3 separate regions of the Sus scrofa genome follow, and all the other regions are linked to region 2. A link is a contact called in public HiChIP or PLAC-seq and promoter capture Hi-C data. All regions are on one chromosome and are shown on one strand. Each heading gives the region's core, a stretch centred on a gene start, on an enhancer-like site or on the middle of the called end of the contact. The rest is flanking DNA. Distances are from core to core; before and after follow the strand shown.

Evidence for each region. Promoter capture Hi-C pulls out the DNA fragments that hold promoters and counts their contacts. HiChIP or PLAC-seq counts read pairs in DNA pulled down with a chosen protein or histone mark.
Region 1: a promoter capture Hi-C map of liver shows a contact between it and region 2, with 18 times the contacts expected there. The contact joins the promoter of MSL3 here to the promoter of PRPS2 in region 2. A contact is called at or near these places in 2 of 5 promoter capture datasets (fetal liver and liver) and 1 of 47 Hi-C or Micro-C datasets (heart right ventricle).
Region 3: a contact with region 2 is called in an H3K27ac HiChIP or PLAC-seq map of skeletal muscle, with 7 times the contacts expected there. The contact joins the promoter of TRAPPC2 here to the promoter of PRPS2 in region 2. A contact is called at or near these places in 1 of 5 promoter capture datasets (liver) and 1 of 2 datasets of contacts at active chromatin or transcription factors (skeletal muscle).

Annotation. Positions count from the first base shown.
Region 1 is chrX:8,517,925-8,521,548 of Sscrofa11.1, forward strand. It overlaps MSL3 (male-specific lethal 3 homolog (Drosophila)), which reads left to right and starts at 1,475. Exons shown (of 13, transcript NM_001244081.1): 1 at 1,475-1,604; 2 at 2,943-3,025; 3 at 3,397-3,492. The coding sequence starts at 1,503.
Region 2 is chrX:9,503,720-9,506,996 of Sscrofa11.1, forward strand. PRPS2 (phosphoribosyl pyrophosphate synthetase 2) reads left to right here and starts at 1,315. Exons shown (of 7, transcript NM_001243801.1): 1 at 1,315-1,555. The coding sequence starts at 1,434. It overlaps LOC110257839 (histone transcription regulator 3 homolog), which reads right to left and starts at 1,435. Exons shown (of 4, transcript XM_021080605.1): 1 at 1,357-1,435; 2 at 863-1,320. The coding sequence starts at 1,435.
Region 3 is chrX:10,364,361-10,367,602 of Sscrofa11.1, forward strand. It overlaps TRAPPC2 (trafficking protein particle complex 2), which reads right to left and starts at 1,735. Exons shown (of 5, transcript NM_001244809.1): 1 at 1,628-1,735. It overlaps OFD1 (oral-facial-digital syndrome 1 protein), which reads left to right. Exons shown (of 23, transcript XM_021079582.1): 2 at 2,333-2,431. The coding sequence starts at 2,339.

The sequences.
Region 1 (3,624 bases), core at 225-2,724, 990 kb before region 2:
ATCAATCGATCAGTTAGTCAATCTTCACTGTGTGCCAGGAGCATGCACTGATGAACTGGGTGAGAGTTCCTCCAGCCCTGCCTTCCCAAGCATCAAGGAGCTGGGCATCTTAAGGAGGGCATTTTGCAAATGAAAAGCCCTCCTCCTGCAGAGCAGTAACTGCAAGGAATGGATAAGTGGAGAGCAGTGAGGGAATCCTGGAGGGGTCTATCTCGTGGCTGTGTCCAAACTGAAGTGTGAAGGATGTGTACCAGGAACCCAGTGAAGGCGGAAGCAAGTGCACATTTCTGGAAGCAGGAACGGAGCCCAGAGTGTGGAGACCTGGCAGTTCACTAGGACCTCAGAGCTGGTCTCCAGTGGGTCCCAATGCACCAACTACATTGCCTTAAGACTGCCCATTCCTCAAAGGAAAACACACCCAGCACCGTCTTTCGTGTCTCTAGAGGTTTGCCCTTCAAGAAGGGTCTTCCAGGGACTTCCCTGGGGGCTTAGCAGCTAAGGATCCAGCTGTTGTCACTGCTGTGGCTCGGGTCACTGCTGTGAGGCAGGTTAGGGCTTGATCCCTGGCCCCAGAACTTACGCCAGCCTTGGCTGCGGGCCAAAAAAAAAAAAAGCGTCTCCCAGCGTTTGTCATTCCTTCATCCCATGTCGCCTGGGCATCCCTTCTGTGTAGGTACCCGCTAGGACAGGCCACACAATACCTCTCAACTGCAGGGAGTTTTCAGTGTATGGCAGAAGATGACCTTAACGGAACCTCACTGCACGTTCTGGGGGCTGAGACACCACGCTGGAAGCTGAGACTTAGGATGTTAAAGACCTGGTAAGGACTCATCAGCCTCGCCGCCCACTTCTCACCCGCTGTCACAGGAGGGCTCCAGGCCTGCCACCTGCTCCTCCTGGCCCAGAGGTGCCCCAGTGCTTTCTTCACCCTACAACCTTCCGCCCCCGCCCAAGACCGCTGCCCATCTAGACCCGACTCCGGCGCTACATCCTCCCCGCTTGGCCCTACTTGGCGGCGCGCGCTCCGCTTAGGTGGCCGACGCGGCGTGGCCAAGGAGCTCCCAGAGGGCGGCCGCCGGCCTCCCCACCGCCAGTGCCCCCTCATAGACGGGCTCTGTCCGGGCATCTCCCGTCCCGGGACCGAAGAGCGCGCGTCCGGCGCGATGACCCCGTGGGCGCGACCCCTTCCTAGGAAGGCTGGAGGGGCCGCTGGGCGGGCGGACCTGGGGCGCGGGCTCCCCACTCGCCGTCTACCCAGAGCCCGGCGGGAACTCGCAGAGGCGCGCCCGGTCGGGAGCGCGCGCGTCCGGCCGCTCCGAGGTCCGGCAGTGGCGCGGGGCGGGCAGAGGCGGGGCGGAGGGCGGGACGGCCGCAGCCTCCGCCAGTCCCCGCTCCGTCCCCACCACCCCCGCCACAGCGCGCCACCTCCCCGCCCCCACCCCCCTCCCCCACCGCGCGCGCTCCGCCCGCCCCGGAGCCTCGCCCTCCGCCACGATGAGCAAATGAGCGCGAGCGAGGGCATGAAATTTAAATTCCACTCAGGGGAGAAAGTGCTGTGCTTCGAGCCTGACCCCACCAAGGCGCGAGTGCTGTACGATGCCAAGGTGCCGCCGCGGAGGGACAGGGAGGACGCGCGGGACGGGGACCCCGGGACGGGAGGCGAACGCGGATGCGGGTGCGGATGGCGCCGCGGCGCGGGGGAAGTGGCGGGGCTGGGGCGCTCCCTGCTAGCGGCTCCTCGGCCTGCGCGGCGCCGCGCGGGCGGCAGGGGGCGCTCGCGGGGCACGGCGCTGGGGAGTCGGGGCTCGGGCGCTTCCGCTTCCGCCTGGTGCCGGTGGCGGTGTGGGCGCCATCGGAAACCTCGCACTTCCGGTGTCCAGAGGCTGTGGCAGGGGCCGCGGCCCCCGTTTGCCCACGCGAGGGCCGCTGTGGGCCGCGCAGCCGGGAGACCGCTCGCACACAGTCTCTGCCTTCGGGTTAAATTTCCCCTTAGGCTGCGCGGTGTAGCGCCCCACGGGCTCCCGTCCCACGCCCTGACCCCCCCCCCCGCCCCGTATCCAAGCGCCACCGCGATGGCCCCCTTCTGGCGACGTCGTTGCCCTGGGACCCAGGCGTATCTGGGCCTGGTCCCTCCCTTAGGCCTTGACCCCTCACCCCGAGGGCAAGGTTGATCCGGTGTCTTCGTCCTTCAGGGCCTTGCGACATTTACATTTTCAGTCTCCGTGTCGCGCCCCGTGCCACTCCACCTAAATCTCGGGGGCTTGGGGGGAAATTGAGCCACATCTGCAGCTCCTCAGGTCTGGATGGCGAGGGGGAGTGGGCCTCGCAGTCTGGGGGTGGGGTCCGGCCCTGGGCCCCGGGCCCCAGGTCCCAGGCCCCAGGTGTGTCTGGGCGGCGCTGCCCTGGAGAGGACATCCCAGGCCTTTCGGGCTCCGCCCCCCGCTGCCCCCGTCTCCGTTAGCTGTGCCTCCTCCCTCCCCGCCTGGAGTCTCCTTAAGGGTGACACGCCCCATCATTCGCCCCAGACGTTCCCCCTGGGGACATCGCTGGGAGGGATGGCCTAATCCGCCAGCCGAACTGGCCCTGGACGCAGCGGAGCCCAGCAGACTACAACTCCCAGAGGTCTCACGGCTGCAGCTCGCTGGTCTGGCCTGGACTCTGGTTAGTGACACATTGGCCGGCCAATGCCTTCAGAAGTGGCACCCTTTCTCACAGTCAGAGACCAATCAGGGGTTGGTTGGAGGGATGTTTCCTATTTTGAGGCATCCACTCAGGAAAAAAAATGGAATTGAAAGGAAAAATGTTTCAGCCCCGCTCTCTGTCTAAAAAAGGAGAGAATGCTTTCTTTTCTTTTAAAAAAAGGTCGATGATCTAGTTTTCCTGATCCAGCTTCCAATATTCTGTATGTTCTGTCGTTTGTGGACAACATTTCCTGGTTTCAGATTGTCGATGTTATTGTTGGGAAAGACGAAAAAGGCAGAAAGATCCCAGAATATCTGATCCATTTTAATGGTTGGAACAGGAGGTGAGTGTACTTGTTAAACCGGACGGAAAGTTGATAATCTCTGCACAGGCACATTGCAAACGTCTTTGTTAAGTTTTAGAAACACTTCATTTCCTGTTGTTGTTGTTTTTTAATCAAACCTTGCCTCCTTGGAAGAATGATGACTTCTAAATCGATTGTATTTTTATTCTCTTTGGGTCATTGTGGAAACCCCGGTTGCTTCTGTGTCTGAATGAGTTCCTTTTTCAGTTTATTTGCATCTTTTGTGTGATTTTAAAATATTTCAATAGTTTTCTCAAATGTGAAGTAATTCTCTGATGTGCTGTTAGCATTTGTTTCGTATCAAACTGAAATACTGAATGTTACATGCTTTTCCTCTTTTGTTTGATTAGCTGGGATAGATGGGCAGCTGAAGATCATGTCCTTCGTGATACCGATGAAAATCGGAGATTACAGCGTAAATTGGCAAGAAAAGCTGTAGCTCGCCTGTAAGAATACCAAAATCCTGCTATCAATGTTCCTCCGTATTTTCTTGCAGTGTTTAGAATTTTTATGATGTGAAAGTTAAAGATTCTGAAATCTGACATAGGCATGGAGTATGAATTTGGCATAGGTAAAGC
Region 2 (3,277 bases), core at 65-2,564:
CTTCCACCTGTGATCGGGGCTTAGATGGCCCCTGGCATTGCGGCTTTTTCAAGGAACCTAGGTAAATAATTCAGGATTTGTGGGCCAAGAGGAAAACCGGCGAGGATATCATGTAAGTAGATATGTAACAAGAGAGAAAACAAACTTTCACAATGTTTTATTGATGGAATCCAAACTAGAATAGTAATTGAGTGGGTTTTTTTTTCTTTTTTTTTTGCAGTACACACCCACTAATGAGAGAAAGGTGTTCCTTTTTGAAAGGGATAATATTTCTAATTGGAGTCCAAAGGTATTGTCGTCATTATCATCGATACACACATGTTCAAGAGTAAAACAATGTTTAGCGCTCTGGTACAAACAGGCAGCATGCGTTTGCAGACCCCCTGCAGTTGGGCACCAGTGATCTGCAACGGGTTTTGGGTTATTCCAGGTTGGGGGTCGCTCCTGGCTGCAAGGCGCCTCCATCGCCACTTTCCGCACCCTCCCTCTGTGCCCAGTTAATCCGGTTCATTGACTCGCCCCCGCGAAGCAGGACAGAAAAGTCAAGATTAGGGTCCCGCAGCTCTCCCTTGGAGCCAGGCCACCCAGGGTTTCTCATCCTATCGCCTTGGTGTTAGCATCCCCCGCCTGGCAGCACTCGCAGGAACTTTCTCCAAGCCTGCTCCCCCTCCCTCTCCCGCTCCGCCGGCTTCTCCTCCCGCCCCGCCTCCTCCCTTCCCGCTCCAGCTCCTCCTCCCCCGCCCCTCTCCCTTCAGCTCCTCCTCCGGCAGCTCCACCTCCGGGTTCCGCCGCTGCCCTTTCCCACCCCACCTCCTCCTCAAGCCCCTCCTCCCTCAGCTCGGTCCCCTCCAGCTCCTCCTACCGGAACCGCGGCTGTGCTTTCCCGCTCCTCCGCCCTCGGCTCCTCCTCCGAGCCCCGCAACTGCGCTTTTCCGTTCTTCCCACCCCGTAGCCCCTCCTTCCTCCGTCCGGGGCCCTCCAGCTCCGCCTCCGGTTCCGCGGCTGCGCGTTCCTTTTCTTCTCGCCCCTCCTCCCGCAGCTCTGCCCCCTCCAGCTCCTCCTCCGGAGCCCGCGGCTGCGCTTTCGCGTTCTTCCCACCCCGCAGCCCCTCCTTCCTCCGTCCGGGGCCCTCCAGCTCCGCCTCCGGATTCCGCGACTGCGCGTTCCTTTTCTTCTCGCCCCTCCTCCCGCAGCTCCGCCTCCCTCCAGCTCCTCCTCCGAGACTTGCGGCTGCGCCTTGCGGTTCCTCGGGCTCCTCCTCCTCCTCCAGCCCCGTCTCTCCGGCTCCTCCTCCTGCCCGCTCCGCCCCCTCCAGCTCCTCTTAGCTCCGCTCCTGCTGGTGTCCTCCACTCGCGCTTTCCCGCTCTCGTCGGGGCCTCCCGTGCTTCTGCCGCCTGTGCCGCCCCGCGCCGCTTGTAGCCCCGCGCGCAACCATGCCCAACATCGTGCTCTTCAGCGGCAGCTCGCACCAGGACCTGTCCCAGCGCGTGGCCGACCGGCTCGGCCTGGAGCTGGGCAAGGTGGTCACCAAGAAGTTCAGCAACCAGGAGACCAGGTGGGGGCCGAGCCGGGGAGGGCGCTGGGCTTGCGGTTGCGGGGCCGGGCCGGGGCCGGCGCCCGCCCGGGACCCCCTCCGCGGCCGCCCGCTCCCCTTCCGGGGCGGGACGGCCACTATGCGGCCTCCGCGCCACCGCCGCGGCGTCCGGGAGAAGCCGAGGAGGGCGGCCCCAGCCCGGAAGAGCGACCTCGGGGCGGTCACAGGGTGTCGGGAAGAGGTGGGTGCAGCCGGCGGGAACCGCGTCGGTGCGGGGCACGCGGGGAGGGACGCCCCTGGGCGTGCTCGACCCGGGGTCCGGGTTCCTGCTGGGCAGATCCTAAGCCCCGGGCGGGCTCTGTCGGGAGCGTCCCGCCCACGTCCCCGGCCCCAGCAGCGCGCTGGATTCGCCGCGGACGGTTGAAAATGCCGCTTCCCTGCCATGCCCCAGAGATTCTGATCCGAGTCTGGGGGCGTTTTAAAAGCTCACAGGTGACAGAGTTGGGCGTCCAGGGTGCTGGTGTCTGAGTTATCCAGGTTGTGGTCCTGCATAGTGTTTAGAGCCTGGGAACTCGCGGGCGCACGTGCTGGGATCCCCTGTGCTGTTAACTTTTCTGCCTCAGAGTTGATGGACTTTTTTCAGCTTCGTCGTCGTCCTGGGTCTCTGCTGTGTCCGGCAGCAAGGCCATGATGGCTTGAGGGTAACTGCTGCCTCTGTCTCAGGTCCACAAGAAGTAGTCTGTTCTGTTCAGTGAGGTCAGGCCGGTGGCCCCCTCAGATATCTTTGGCAAAGATCCAGTTCAGCCAGCCTTTTCAACAAGTGGTGCTGGCACAGTTGTTGCAGCTGCCAAATAAAACCAAACACAGACACCCCCCCCCAAACAAACCATCCCCCAAACAAAAATAAAAACAACTGCATCCGTACTTCCCACCATTTCAAAGATGAACTTGAAAATGGATCACGGGCCTAAATGAAAAACCTAAAACTAGAAACTTCTCGGAGGAAACAGGGGAGACAATTGAATGATCTTGAATTAGGCCAAGATGGCTTAGATACGGAGGAGAGATGTTACTCCATGTCCAGAAGCTGGAGTTGGCTGTTGAGTCAGCTCTCGGGGATATGGGAAGCCCTTCTTCCAGGTGGAAAATGCCTGGTATGCTGCCCTGACGGTAATGGAAGTGAAGAAACATTTGCGAATGGGTGTCTGATGGTACTAATGCAGGAGTCATTCAGCTAAAGAATGCCGCTTGGCATCCAGAGGTCTTGGAGGATGCCTAGGGCTCTGGAGAAGGATCGTCGATCTAGGTTTGAATGCGGCAGCATTTTGCCAGTCCCATGCACGTTGCAGGAGCTTTCAGAAGAGTGTGATAATGGGTGGTGGCCTGTAAGTCAAGGAGAAATTACTTGCTTTTGCCTGTTTTAGAACAGCCTCTTGATAATTGGAAATCAAGAGATTTCAGAAACCACTCAGCATGAAGTCCGGGCATTGCTTACGGAGTTACCTTCTATGCTTTTACATATGTTTGATGTTTTTACGATCTAGACTTTTAAAAGGTTAATTTCCTGACTGTTCTCTTTTCCACGAACTGTCTAGGTCCAGAGGTTGATTTTTACAAACAGGCCTTCCTGTGTCAGGTACGGTGCTAGGGATCCAGTTTTTACCAAGGTGGTCCTAGAGATGAGACGCAGACGGGCAAAAGGCTGAGAGCATTGATGCAATTTCTGTCCAGGGGCCCCTTCCT
Region 3 (3,242 bases), core at 485-2,984, 860 kb after region 2:
TTCCCCCACCCTCTTCACTGGAAGCGAGTAAGGGGAGGCTGAAAGGCCACTAGTGCCAGAGTGGGAGGATGAGCTCCATGAACTTAGAAGTCCCCTCCAAGACAACTTGGACTCCAGTCCCAAAACCATCCGTTTGTCCAGCAAACCTCTTTATATCCCCTATAGAAGAACTTCTAGAAAACCGCTCTGTGCTCCCAACAGCACTGGCTTCAGTCATTCTGTAGCCTTGGGGCTGCAAGAGTAACCTAGTGTGGCACAGGACGTGTCTCCTGCAATAAGCAGGATGGACAGTATTGACAATTCCTTAATAGGACATTTTCTATTAAAATTAGAAGCAATTCCTCTACCTCCAAGTGAGATGATGCTGGCTTTTAGATATTGAATCTAACTCTATGTAATCTGAGGACCAAAAGTGGGGGTAACAGGGTATTGAGGCACAGATGTGTTTTTATTTAACAGTATCTGCAACATGAACACCTTTGAACATGTTTCATCATTTCACTATTCTGCTCAAAAGCCTTAATGCTTCTCATCTACAAGATCAAGTACCAATATTTAAAACCTAGTCCTATGTTGCTGTGCATGGCTTTGCTCAATCTCACTTCCCTACATCGGCTAGAGTGGACTGGGCTACTTATTTTTTTTCTCCCCAGCTGTGATTGTGTCCACTCCAGTTAAGTTTCCTGGCCTGGCATACTCTCCCTGATTCCATGTGTAAACCTTACCCATCTTTTTAAGTCCAATCAAATCCCTCCTCAAATTATTTCCCAACACCAACCTACACACTCCCTACCTCCTGTTGAAGTCCTCTCACGCTTGATGTTTCTTACATTTTCTAAGCCTCGAATGACTAGGGGTCAAAATTCATTGTACTTATCACTGCTGTTCACACAGCCAGCACTGGCCCAATTCTGTCTTCGTAGGACTTAAATACCTCATACCCACTGGATGGGGCTCTGGAGTCAAGCAAGTTTCGTCTGCTCTTGAGAGTATCACGATTTTTTTTTTAAATTCTTTTGAGAATTTTCCCCTTCCTCCCATGCTTTCTGCCCACCATCCAAATCCTACCTAGCAAAGCCCTGATGAAGTCTTAAAATGTATCTTAGCCAATTCTCAGGCTTTAATGTTATTATTGCTTCTAGAGAGACTGGTTCCTTTTCTAATTAGATTTAAACATCGTAGGAACACAGTTCACCTATCTTCCTCACCGCACGCTCGGTTTTCCATGGGGGGCGATTATGCCTCCCAGGGAAGACCTGGCAATGTGGGGAGACATTCATGATTGTCACAACGGGGGGGGGGGCCGAGTGCTACTGACATGTAATGGATAAAAACCAGGGATGCTGGTCAACATCCTATAGTACACAGGACAGCCTCACAAGAAAACATTTTCCGGCTCCAAACGCCAGTAGTGCCGCGGTTAACAAAACCGGGGTTACCTGAGTGGCCTAGTGAAAAAACAGAACAAGCAAAGCCCCAGAGTCCGCGCACGTTTGCCTGTTAAAGTGTGCACTGGCCGGGCGGGTTGGGCCCAGGGCAGAAGGGAGAGACTAGGTCAACAGCCGGGTCACGCGGGGCACAGGACGTCCCTAGAATCCCGGAGCCGCCCACTCACTCCGTCCCCTACCTGCGGCGAGACGCCGGCAACGGAAACGCCCAGTCAGTCCCCGCGGCAGAGACCCGCGCCCCACAGCTGCAGTGGGGACTCCCGAAGCTACCCTCGCGAGATTCCACAGCTGCGCTCCTGCGACACGTAGGCGGAGCTTCCGGCGGGAGTGCTGCGCAGCCCGGCGCGTGCGCTGTAGCGCTCTAGATAGGGCGGCTGGGCTCAGAGGACTTCGGGGAGGGGTGGGCTCAGCTCTGAGCTCCGCGAACGCCGCCCGGCTTGTTTCCTTGCGCCGCGCCTCCTCTCTTCCGGTCTCCGCCTCCTCTCTGGCCGTGAGAGTTGCGCGTGGGTCACAGCCCCGCCCACCCATCAGAACCGCAGAGAAAGCAAGTGGCCGTTTCTGCCCCGGTTCCTGGTTCGGAGCGCGAGGCAGTGTTCGGCTCTCTTGTTCCTCCGGATCCGTTGGGACAGAGGCGGGGCTCCGAGGGCAGGGATTCTGCTGGGCTAGGTCTTGAACTCGTGCCACGGAGGGTTGGGACGGGCTCGGGAGGAAGCCGACACCTGATGGCTCAGGTAGATACACCAGCCGCTTCCTGGAGGCGGGCCAAAGTGAAGGCTTTGTTTCGGTTAAAGCGTCTCTGGGCTTACTTTGAGGCCACCGGTCTGTCTTCAGTAATTCAGGTCCCCTCTGCCTGAGAGATAACCCGTAACCATTTTCTCTTACAGTCCACCATGCCCCCCAAATCTGACGTGTTGAGTCAAGATGAACTTCGCAAAAAGCTGTACCAGACATTTAAGGATCGGGGTATACTGGACACACTCAAGGTATCAGTTTTAGGCGTATCTGTTGTATAACTTTTACAAGTGTAACCTGTAACCTGTATACTTAAATACATTCATGTCTTGAGTTTTAAAAATAGTGTGATGTACAGAATGTACTGGTGAGTTACATTATTCTGTCCTGTGTAACACTTTTGTCTTAGAACAGTAAACACACTTCAGTAAAGTGAGGTTTGTTTTCAAAAGTCTGGAGTACAGGTTGCTGAATTCACAAGTGGTTTTATAATACTCGTATTCGAATGGAGAGTATTGTCACTATATAGAAAACTTAAGGGACTGTTTACTGTAGAAAGATAAATTTCTTTTTAAAAATATATTGAAAGGTAGGAGTTCCTGTCGTGGCACAGTGGTAAACGAATCTGACTAGGAACCCTGCGGTTGCGGGTTCGATCCCTGGCCTTGCTCAGTGGGTTAAGGATCCAGTGTTGCTGTGAGCTGTGGTGTAGGTTCCAGACATGGCTCGGATCCCGCGTTGCTATGGCTCTGGCGTAGGCCGGAGGCTACAGCTCCTATTAGACCCCTAGCCTGGGAGTCTCCATATGCACGGGAGTGGGCCCAGAAAAAGGCAAAAAGACAAAAAAAAAGTACATGTGTGTATGTATATATATGTATATATGTATATGTATGTATATGTATATATATATAGAAAGGTGTATATATATATAGAAAGGTGTGTGTGTATATATACATAGAAAGGTATGTATATAGATATATAGAAAGGTGTGTATATATATATATATATATATATTTGAGCAGCAAATATTTCTTTTTTTTTTTTTGTCTTTTTGTTGTTGTT